Regions from separate parts of the Anas platyrhynchos genome. Here region 1 is linked to region 2. The links are chromatin contacts, called in public Hi-C maps. All regions are on one chromosome and are shown on one strand. The core of a region is the stretch at or near the end of the contact, and the rest is flanking DNA. Distances in the headings are between cores, read along the strand shown.

Region 1 (4,390 bases), core at 1,353-3,852, 150 kb after region 2:
AGGAACTAGTCAAGAAGTAATTCTCTTTCAACACTATAGCAATACTGTAAAAACAGAATGCATCACAATGAAATATGTTAACTATACGTTGGCACTGTTATAAACATCTACACTCTGATACGGTTCTGATTTCATTCTAAGGGCTTTTTTCCTAGTAGCTAGGATATGAGTTCCCTCTGCCGAAATTCAGAATTCTTTTATCTGAAATTGCAAAAATATTTAAATGTAATTCATAAAGTCATTAAATCTTGTAGTGACAGTAGCACACATCCTTCTGCACAAGAAAAGAATGAAAACTCATTGAGACGCATCAGAAAGACTACACGCTCTGCAGGAAAAACATTCTTTCCCTTCCCCCCCATAATCATTTGGGAGAGAGAAAAAGTGGTAAAGCTGGATGAGTATTTTGTTTTACTAAGACTTTTAAGTAAATAAACAGTGGACTTCCAGATGAAGCAGAGCTATTAATTCTGTGTTTCCAGGTGAATGTGAGAAAGGCAGCATGTAAGGATTTAACTGACCCCTTTCAAGTCACTGCACCTTGCTAGTGGGCAAAACAGACAGCAATGCAGAAGAAAAAACATGCCACAGTAACAACACAATAATCAGTCAAAAATAGAACACCCTATTGTATACCTACACACAGAAATTAGACAACAACAAAAAAAATGGCAGCCTTTGATTAAGCCTAAGGTCTCCTGATAATACAACAGGCTACTTACACTTAACTGACTTGCTAACATCAAAAGGTTCCAAGAAGAGAGCTTTAGGAATTACAGAGAATGATTAAAAACTGCAATAAGCAGCTAAAAGACAAGCCCCAAACCTCACAATAAAACCAGAAAATAAGATAGATGTACCCTTCGCAACCAAAGAGGAAACAGATGAGTGTTTAAGACTGTAGCAAGCAAGCTAGATCTCTAAAGTTACTCTACATAAGAATAACTTCTTCAAAAGCATTTTCTTTTGAGTCTTAAAAGACTTTATATCAAATACCAGGTCAGTAGTTCCAGAAACTCCACCTGTCACTTCAAAATTATAACAGTCCAGAAGGACTTCTGAAAAGTCATCACAAATTTGCCTGGAAAGACTACATATTCTAGTAGTTTTTACCTCATGTTCTTGGTTTTCTTGTCCATCTTTGCCACTTTTCCCACTTTTGCCTGATTTTGCAGGTTCCTGAAAAAAAAAAAGTTCACAGTCTAAGTTACTTGGAAAAGGAGATTTAGAGAGATTTTCAAGTCAAGAAATTAGTATTTCAGACGCCTTCTGAGAATATTAAAATCAATAGGACAAAAATGATACCGTTTAACTGGAAGACCTTAATACTGAACCATCAGTCTCTACAAAGTTGCTTTAAACATTTTCCACCTTTAAGGACAGCTTTGGAATTGTATCAATGCCTCAAAACTCACCCATACAGTATACAGAGCTAAGATTTTACCTAGGTAAGAATGCAAGTGACTTGAACCATGTCTAAAAACTTGGCCTTGCTACCTGGCTTTTGGCCTCAGGAGCTTTTACACTTAGTTTAAGTTTGAAACAAGCATCATCGCAGGAGGCATTGTGCACGTCATTATCTTGTCTGCTCCTGGTGTTCTACGCACTAGAAAGTCCAGTTTTAGGCACAGGCCCACAACTCCGGTATCTCCCTCGCAGAGCTCTACTTGGATCTTTCACCCACTGCTTATTTGTGAGATTTGCTAATTCTAAGAAAAGCAATGAGAAGTTTAAACGTTTTTAGTGTCACAGGGGGCTCGGATATCGTGAAAACCATTAAAAATGAAACCAAAAGAACACCACAAATCACAACACCCATCTAAATTTCAAAGCAACTTCGAAAAATTAGCAGGCGGGCAGAAGGCAACCAAACCAAACAGCGAAGGTCCAGCGGGACAGCGGCTGGATGAGCCGGGCTACTTCGCTGCTCCCAACTCCCCCTGGTTCCCTGATTCCTAATTACCTGCCACACGAATAAAGCGCAACACGTGAAGCCGCCTGGGCTGGATTTGGAACTTTTCCTCCAACTCGTGCATGAACCCCCTTGGGCGGCTGACACCCAGCCCTGCCCGGCAGCAGCAGCAGGAGGAGGAGGAGGAGGAGGAGAGGGACAGGGGCAGGACGAGAGGGGCAGCCCCGAGCCCCCCCCACGGCGCTCACAGAGCCCTGGGGGCGCCCCCCCGCCCTCCCCCTCACCTCCTTCCCCCTTCCCCTCCCCCAGCCCCTCCGGGCCGGGCCTCCCCATACCGAGGCTCCCCGGGGACCCCCCCAAAACCTCCCCAAACCCCCTCACACCCTGGGCTAGGCCCTGCGGGGCCCGCCCCTTCCTCAGCTCCCCCCCCCCCTATGGCGGCAGGGGGCTCCCCGCCTTCCTCCTCTTCCTCCTCCTCCTCCTCCTCCCCCGCGGGGCCTGCCTGCCCCCCCCCACCCCCCCGACTCACTTTCTCCTTCTTGTTTTTATTCGGCATGGCCGCCCCGCGGCCACCCAGGCGCACAGCCCCCGCTCGGCCTCACGCCTCCGCCGCCGCCTCCGCCGCCGCTGCCCCCCCCCAGGCTCCGGCCCCGGCTCCGGCTCCAGCGGCGGCGGCCTCAGCCCCTCCCCCCGCCCCCTTCCTCCCTCCTCCGCCGCCCCCCGCCCGCGGAGAGCGGGGCCGCTGCCCGCCCATTGGCTGCCTGCGTCACGTGAACGGCGCCTCCAGTGGCGTCACCTCGGAGGCGGGGCTCGCCGCCCCCCCCTTCTCTTCCCCCCTCCCCCCCCCCCTCCTGTCACGCTCCGCTGGCGGCCGCTGACAGGGCCCGGGCCCGGGGCGCGGGGCTCGGGGCTCCCCCGGCTCCGCCCCGGTTGTGGGGAGGGTCCCGCGCCCCCAGCCCCGCCTCGAGGTGGGCAGCGAGGGCCGGGCTGTGGCGCCTCAGCCCCGCTGCTCGCCGTGTGTCGCCCTCCGGAGCCCGCCCTTCGCTGAGGGGCAGCGGTCCCAGGTGCGGGTGCAGCCGGTGTGTGAGGGAGGAAAAAAAAAATAATAAAAACAAAGCCAAAATAAAAACATTTGGCCTCATACAAGTCTTGTGGTCGTCATTAATTGGGGGACCTCGCTGCCTGCCTGCAGGAGGTGGGTAAGGAAGAGGCGAACTTTGCGTAGTTCCAGCCTGTTTTTACAGATGGCAACTTTCGAAGTTGCTCTTTAATCTTTCAAAGTCAGAATGCGAAAATCAACGATATTCTTAGACAAAAGAAGAAAGGTGTATATGCTTCTACTGGCAAAGTTACACATTGCGTTTCTCACCTGGCCTGACTAAGCTCCAAACTACCATTAGCTGAGGAAAAAGGAGATGTTAATCCTCATAATAATGCCAAGATATAAAACATTTAAAATTTAGATTGGGCATGCTTATTAAATACTAATTGTGCTGTGCTGATAACGGATAGAAAAATTACAGCCTAACAAACACCAACATGAAAGAGAAATTGATCTTCCTTACTCAGCCTGCGAGTATCAAAGGCAGCCCTAGCTAGCAGCCATGCTCTCGTTTTTAGGAACTGGGATTTCTAATACGTACTCGTATCTGATGTGATGATATCTAACATAAGTTTATATCCACTATATTTGAACACTCTGCCTTTGCTGTGGTCAAAGGACAAAGAAATTTCCTCTTTTTGAGGCACTACGAGACATTCTACTGAGTACAGAGAGTTGCTTCCTCTTGCTTCAGGCCCCTTCCTTCCCTGCTTCTTAAGTGCTAGAAAAAAAATTATGTCTGCTTCTTATCCTTTCTCTAATCTTCTCTGGTCTGAGGATTTAGAATTGAGGTGCTGTTATCACTGTTGTGCTTCTGTTAGGAACCAGTCACAAAGAAGTTACTACTACTAAATAGGACTTCTGACCAACAAAACAACATGGATTTTGGACATAGATAGCAAGAGAAATAAATCTGTTTCCATCTGTAGTCTGCAGTTTGATTGGTGAATGAAAGGGTTTGTACAGCTGAGGATAAACTCCAGAGCTTCCAGTTCTTTGTTAAGTTCCAGTTTCACAGAAGCTTAAACTACTCTTAATTCCCAGCTGCTGTATTCCTGTCTTACTCCTCTGCACTGATGCTGGTACTGTGCAGCCCCTTAAACCAGCTCATAGAATTGATCAGGTGGAAAACTCTACCCCTAAAATGATGTGGGGTTTCGTGTTTTTGCTTATTTTATTTTTTTTTTCTTCCCTTGAACTGGCACACCACCACCTGTTTCTGTAAACACTAGCGTTGGCCGAAGGAAGGGGGTGGAAATATGTGGCGGGGGCGGGATGTGACCTCAACAGCCTAGATTTAGATCAGTTTAAGCAGCTTAATGAGTTTCTCATTGGCTCTTGGCCTCCTTTGTGCTTGCTAGTGCTCATGGTTTTTC
Region 2 (4,788 bases), core at 2,074-4,573:
ACTATCCTAAGGCAATGAAACATATGCCGTGGTATGGTGGTTGTCCATCAGTCCCTCCTTAGTAAATTTGACCTACTTAAGCGATTCAATCAAAGCTAGCACAGGAATAGAGATCACAGAGATATTTAAGTCTGAGAAAATCAGTAGGTGGGTAGCAGAGATGCATCCTCTTGTTGCCTCTTTTGAAGGAAGGAACAGGGAGAATCCTTGTTTTCTGACTGTCCTAAGAGCTAGGAGGCAACGGCTGGCTATTTATTGCCCAAGCCCAAATGTGTGCTACCTGTTGAATGGACTGCTTGTTGTCCAGGCTGGAAATCAAAGGATAGACCTGGAACAGTGAGAAGTGTCAGGGGTGGGTGGGAGACATGGAAGGGAACAAGCATGTGTGAATATGCCAAGAATGTAGAACTTGAAAATAACAGGCTTCAGCAATTAATAGAGCTATTTGTTAAAATGGGGAAGTGTACTATCTCTTAGTTGAGAAAAGGGAAATTTTGCACAGATTTTTCCCCCAGTATTAACTCTGGCAGAAATTAAGTCTGGAACATTTTAGCCAGAAACAAGCAATACAGATCTGTGATCAGTTAAAACAGAGGAATAATAGGAAAACAAAAACAGTCTTCATGAGCTCTCACTGTGTAAGAGGAATATATTCAAAAATTGTGAAGAAAATATTAGCTTTACACAGGCACCCAGAAACTTGTGTTAAGCAGAGCTGGGAAAATTCAGATGGTTTGGAATGAGATTATGTTCTCCTAGTGGATTTGTCAAACAATTTTGACAAAAAAAAAATCAGTCTGGTTTGAAGACAGCTTTTGTAAGCCAAATAACACAATCACAAAAGAGAAACAGAATAACATGACTACTACATCAGACAGTCTGTGATCCTGCAGACTTATTCAAACCTTCCACAGGTCTTCTCATGCTTAAAATTAAGTATATTGTTAAGTCTGTATGACTGAATCCACATTAATCAAGAGATTAGAAAGGAAAAGATTTTCTTAAGAAAAACATCTTAACTATTTCGATGAAAATGTCAATCTCATTTTTTTGACATCTCAAACAGAAAGCACACAAATAATTTTAGTAGGATATTACAGGAAAAAATATTGGACAGATATCCATAAATAATAATGGCTTAGCAGTTCTCTAAAATACAGAGGTTATTTTGAACCAGATGGATGTTGGAAAACATTTCAGTTGATGAATTCTGAATGTAAAACTGTTCCAGCCTAAAAGGTTTGTCCTATAGAATTGACACTACACCAGGACTATATTTTATCTAAGAAAAGCATTAAACATGCATTGGGTATAACTGCCACACTTTATTAGACAGCGGAAAAAAGCCATTAAGCTGCTTTATGGAAGCAGGCGAGCAAAGCAGCTGTACAACGACTGAAACCATAGTCACTATGTGAAGAAAGGAACAAAAAATACCCTACGAAGGATTTTGGTACAGATTATTTTGTAGACATGTATTTGAGAGAAAGGAAAAGAAATACATGGAGAACCACCACAAACCCAGACCCAAAGAAGGTAAAGCATGGAAACAATTGGCGTGAGCAGCAAAGAGGTGGCCTGGGCAGGACCGCAGAACTTTCTAGGCTGAGCATTGGCTGAAATCCAGCTTCCTCAGTGAGCAACTACCTTCACTCTTACAGGTTTTCTTCCGTGTGCTGGGCAGCAGCTAATCTCACGCTAGTTTACATTACTGTTGACACAACTATTAATTTTTCCTTCTAATTAAAATAACCGGCAGGACCCCATGTTTTGGCCAGCTGTTTGGGGCAGAGGTGTAACGCCAGCATTTAGAAGGGCAGAGCCGTGTAAGTCATTGCACCAATGCAGATCCTCATGTAGATACTGCAGGAATTGCAGTGAAGCAAGCTGTAATTTTAATTCCTCAGCTGCTCCAACATAATGTCTTAAACATATACTTAATGTACCTTCTCATTTGTCAGAGAAGATAGCAAAAAGGACTGAAAAATCCCTGAAAGACAGAACTCTGCAACAAAATCAAGCCCGTAGACCCCAGGTCAATCATTTTTATCTAGATCAAATTGCAGGATAAAAGGTTGTGGAGAATGTCAGATGCAGCATAAGGATCTTCAGTTATACGCATTAATAGAGCTGAGCATTGTAATATCTAATTCATTGGGCATGCTACCCTGTTTAATTTAGGATGCTTAACTGGGATAAGGGCATGCTAGGCATCTAAAAATAGCGTTCTCAAGTCAGTCAGATGCTGAACTAGATTGCTCTCTGGGGTACATTTAAGAGACAACAGAAAATGCCAAAAAGTCGGGCCTGGGATGAATTTTTGCTACAGAAAGTGCATCCTTTCTGTTCATTTAATAAAAATAAAACCGTTCCTTAGAGCAGGGATTCTCTAGGCTGATGTTTTCATCACTGTGCAGTTTTAGCACGTAGATTCACATAGTATTTATATCCCCCAAAGTGGATCAGCTCCAGGAAGAAAGTTTCAGCAGCCTGCTCCGGCACACGGGTGATGCAGATGGCTCTCCCGAGACACGGAAGACCTGCATTAGCTCCTTGCTCCCAATCAGGTCGTTCGGGATGTAAAAATAGCCTAACTATAACGCTGAACGCGTTAATCACAGAGCTGCGCGCTGTAACCAGGCCTGTACTTATCAAAGCCTTTATGCAAGCTGCACAAATGCTCGGATAAAGGTGTCTGCGGCCGTGCCCTTTGAACACCAGAGCAGATCTCTGGCAGATTAGGCAGCCAAGGCCGCGTCGCCTGCGAACCCCAGCAGATTTCAGGCTCTGGGCTCTCACAAACCAGCCTCCCCCAGCACCCGCCCAGCAGCCGCTATGAGCGCCTCAGCCCTGAGGTAACCGCATCGCTATGTGCGCCCGCGCCTCTTGGCTGCGCTCCCTCGCCTCTCCTCATCCCCACAGCACCACAGAGCCCGCGGGGCAGGTCCCACAGCCCCACGTTGAGCCCTGCGAGCAGCCACCCCGCCTCCCAACGGGGCAGCAACCTCCCCACAGCCCCCAGCCCCCTTCCCTCACGCTCCTTCTAGGAGCTTCGGCGGCTGGGGAAGGGGTGGGGGGTGCCTCCCTCCCCCCCCTCCCCTCAGCCCCTCCTTCCCGCGCCGCGCGCGCGCTCCCAACGCCCTCCCCGCGCTCCCACCGCGCATGCGCCCCGCTCCCCGCCTCCCCCCCTCCCATCTGAACGGAGCCAACGGCCAACGCCCGCCCGCCCTCGGCGCTCCGTGCGCGGCCGCCCGCGATTGGCTGGCGCCGGCTCGGCCCCGCCCACTCCTCCTCCCCCCTCCCCTCGCCGGCGCCCCCTCCCCCGCGGCCGCCAGTGAAGGTTCCCGATGGTTCTGGAAGGAGGCGGCGCCGGCTGTATAAAAGGCGGGCGGGCGGCCGGGGGCGCGCACTAAGTGGAGGCGCAGCGGTGCGGGCAGAGCGCGTCGGGTTCGCCGCTTCACTGAGGAGATCAGCAGAGCCCTTTAATCCTAACCACCACCACCCCCCTAGCTGCCAAGGTGAGCGGCCGAGGCTGTGCCGTGAGGCGGCGGCGGCGCAGCCCCAACGGCCGCGCCTCAGCGCGGGGCTGCCTGAGGGGAGCGGGGCGGTGTGGGGGGGGCCGCGTGGTGCAGGGCGATGCCGCCGCTTCGCTGAGCGCCAGGCGGTGTCCGCGTGGCTGGGAGGGGAGGTGGCGGCTGTGCGAGGTGGTTAATTAATTATTAGAGATTCTTGGTTTTGCCTCATGGCTTCCTGAGGAGCAAAGGGAAAATGGTGGGTGGCATGGGGGGGGGGGGTCGTCGTGAGGGGATCGTGGTGGAGAGGGGGAGGAGCAGCCTGCAGGGGTTGTTCTGGGGGGGAGAGGGGAACGAGCAGAGGTGGGTGAGGGTGTTTTTGGGGATGTTGGGGCAGCTCGGTGAGCTCAGGGAGAGCCCGGCCGGCGGGGCACGAGGTGGATCTAAGATGGAGGCTCCCGCCGGGAGAGCAGCGCGGGGCGGCCGCTGGGAAGGACTCGGCCGGCATCGGGGAGGCTGCGCGGGGCCGCCGCTGACGGGGAGTGGGTGGAGGGAGAGGGGGGGCGGTAGGGGAAGGCTCTGGCAGTTTCTAGAACCTTTCCCGCTTCCATCGGGAGCCTGCAGGGGGCGCCGCAGGCTGGCACTGCCCCGAGCCGCGGGAAGGAGCCGGTTGGGCGAGCCGTCTGGTTATTCATCGCTTAGCTAGCCGTGCAGCTGGGGATCGCGCCCTTGCAGATAGGTTCTGGTCATTCATCAGAGATTAAAAGACGGTCGAAGGGGTTTTTTGTTCATTTTGAAATCGTTTTGGCTTCCCTCAGTCCAGATTCATGATCTTTCGGGCAGCAGGCGGCTGTGCAAGTTCGGAGAATATACCTCTCTCTGTATGACAAGAGGAACAAGTTCAGTCGGGCTGGGTTGCCATTTTAGTTAGCATTAAATAAGTTTTGAGGATTGGGTATGCACGTGAAGGTAGTAGTTCAAGAAGCAGAGTTAGATGGGAGAAAAAGGAAACGGTCCAAATGGAAACTATTGTCATTCACTGACCTTAGAACAGCCTTGCTAGCCGTTCAAATTCTGGGCCATGTGTTCAGTTGTATTTCTGTATTTTGCAGTATATATGCTTGATCTTTCACATGGGGATGTAAGGGTGCAGAACTAGTAAATGCAAATCATACTGAATATAAGGCAAGTCCAGTTAAAGTATTTGCATCTAGTTTACTTGTTCTTTCAGAATTCAGGAATTGTTACTGCTAGGGAATCAGATGTAGAGTTTTTT

Evidence for each region. Hi-C and Micro-C count contacts between places; a contact is called where the count stands out from the background.
Region 1: a contact with region 2 is called in a Hi-C map of skeletal muscle, with 4 times the contacts expected there. The contact joins the promoter of PPP2R5C here to the promoter of HSP90AA1 in region 2. A contact is called at or near these places in 2 of 8 Hi-C or Micro-C datasets (skeletal muscle and small yellow follicle).

What each region holds. Positions count from the first base shown.
Region 1 is chr5:11,724,996-11,729,385 of IASCAAS_PekinDuck_T2T, forward strand. PPP2R5C (protein phosphatase 2 regulatory subunit B'gamma) reads right to left here and starts at 2,603. Exons shown (of 16, transcript XM_027458159.3): 1 at 2,442-2,603; 2 at 1,114-1,179. The coding sequence starts at 2,468.
Region 2 is chr5:11,573,075-11,577,862 of IASCAAS_PekinDuck_T2T, forward strand. HSP90AA1 (heat shock protein 90 alpha family class A member 1) reads left to right here and starts at 3,324. Exons shown (of 11, transcript XM_027458158.3): 1 at 3,324-3,518.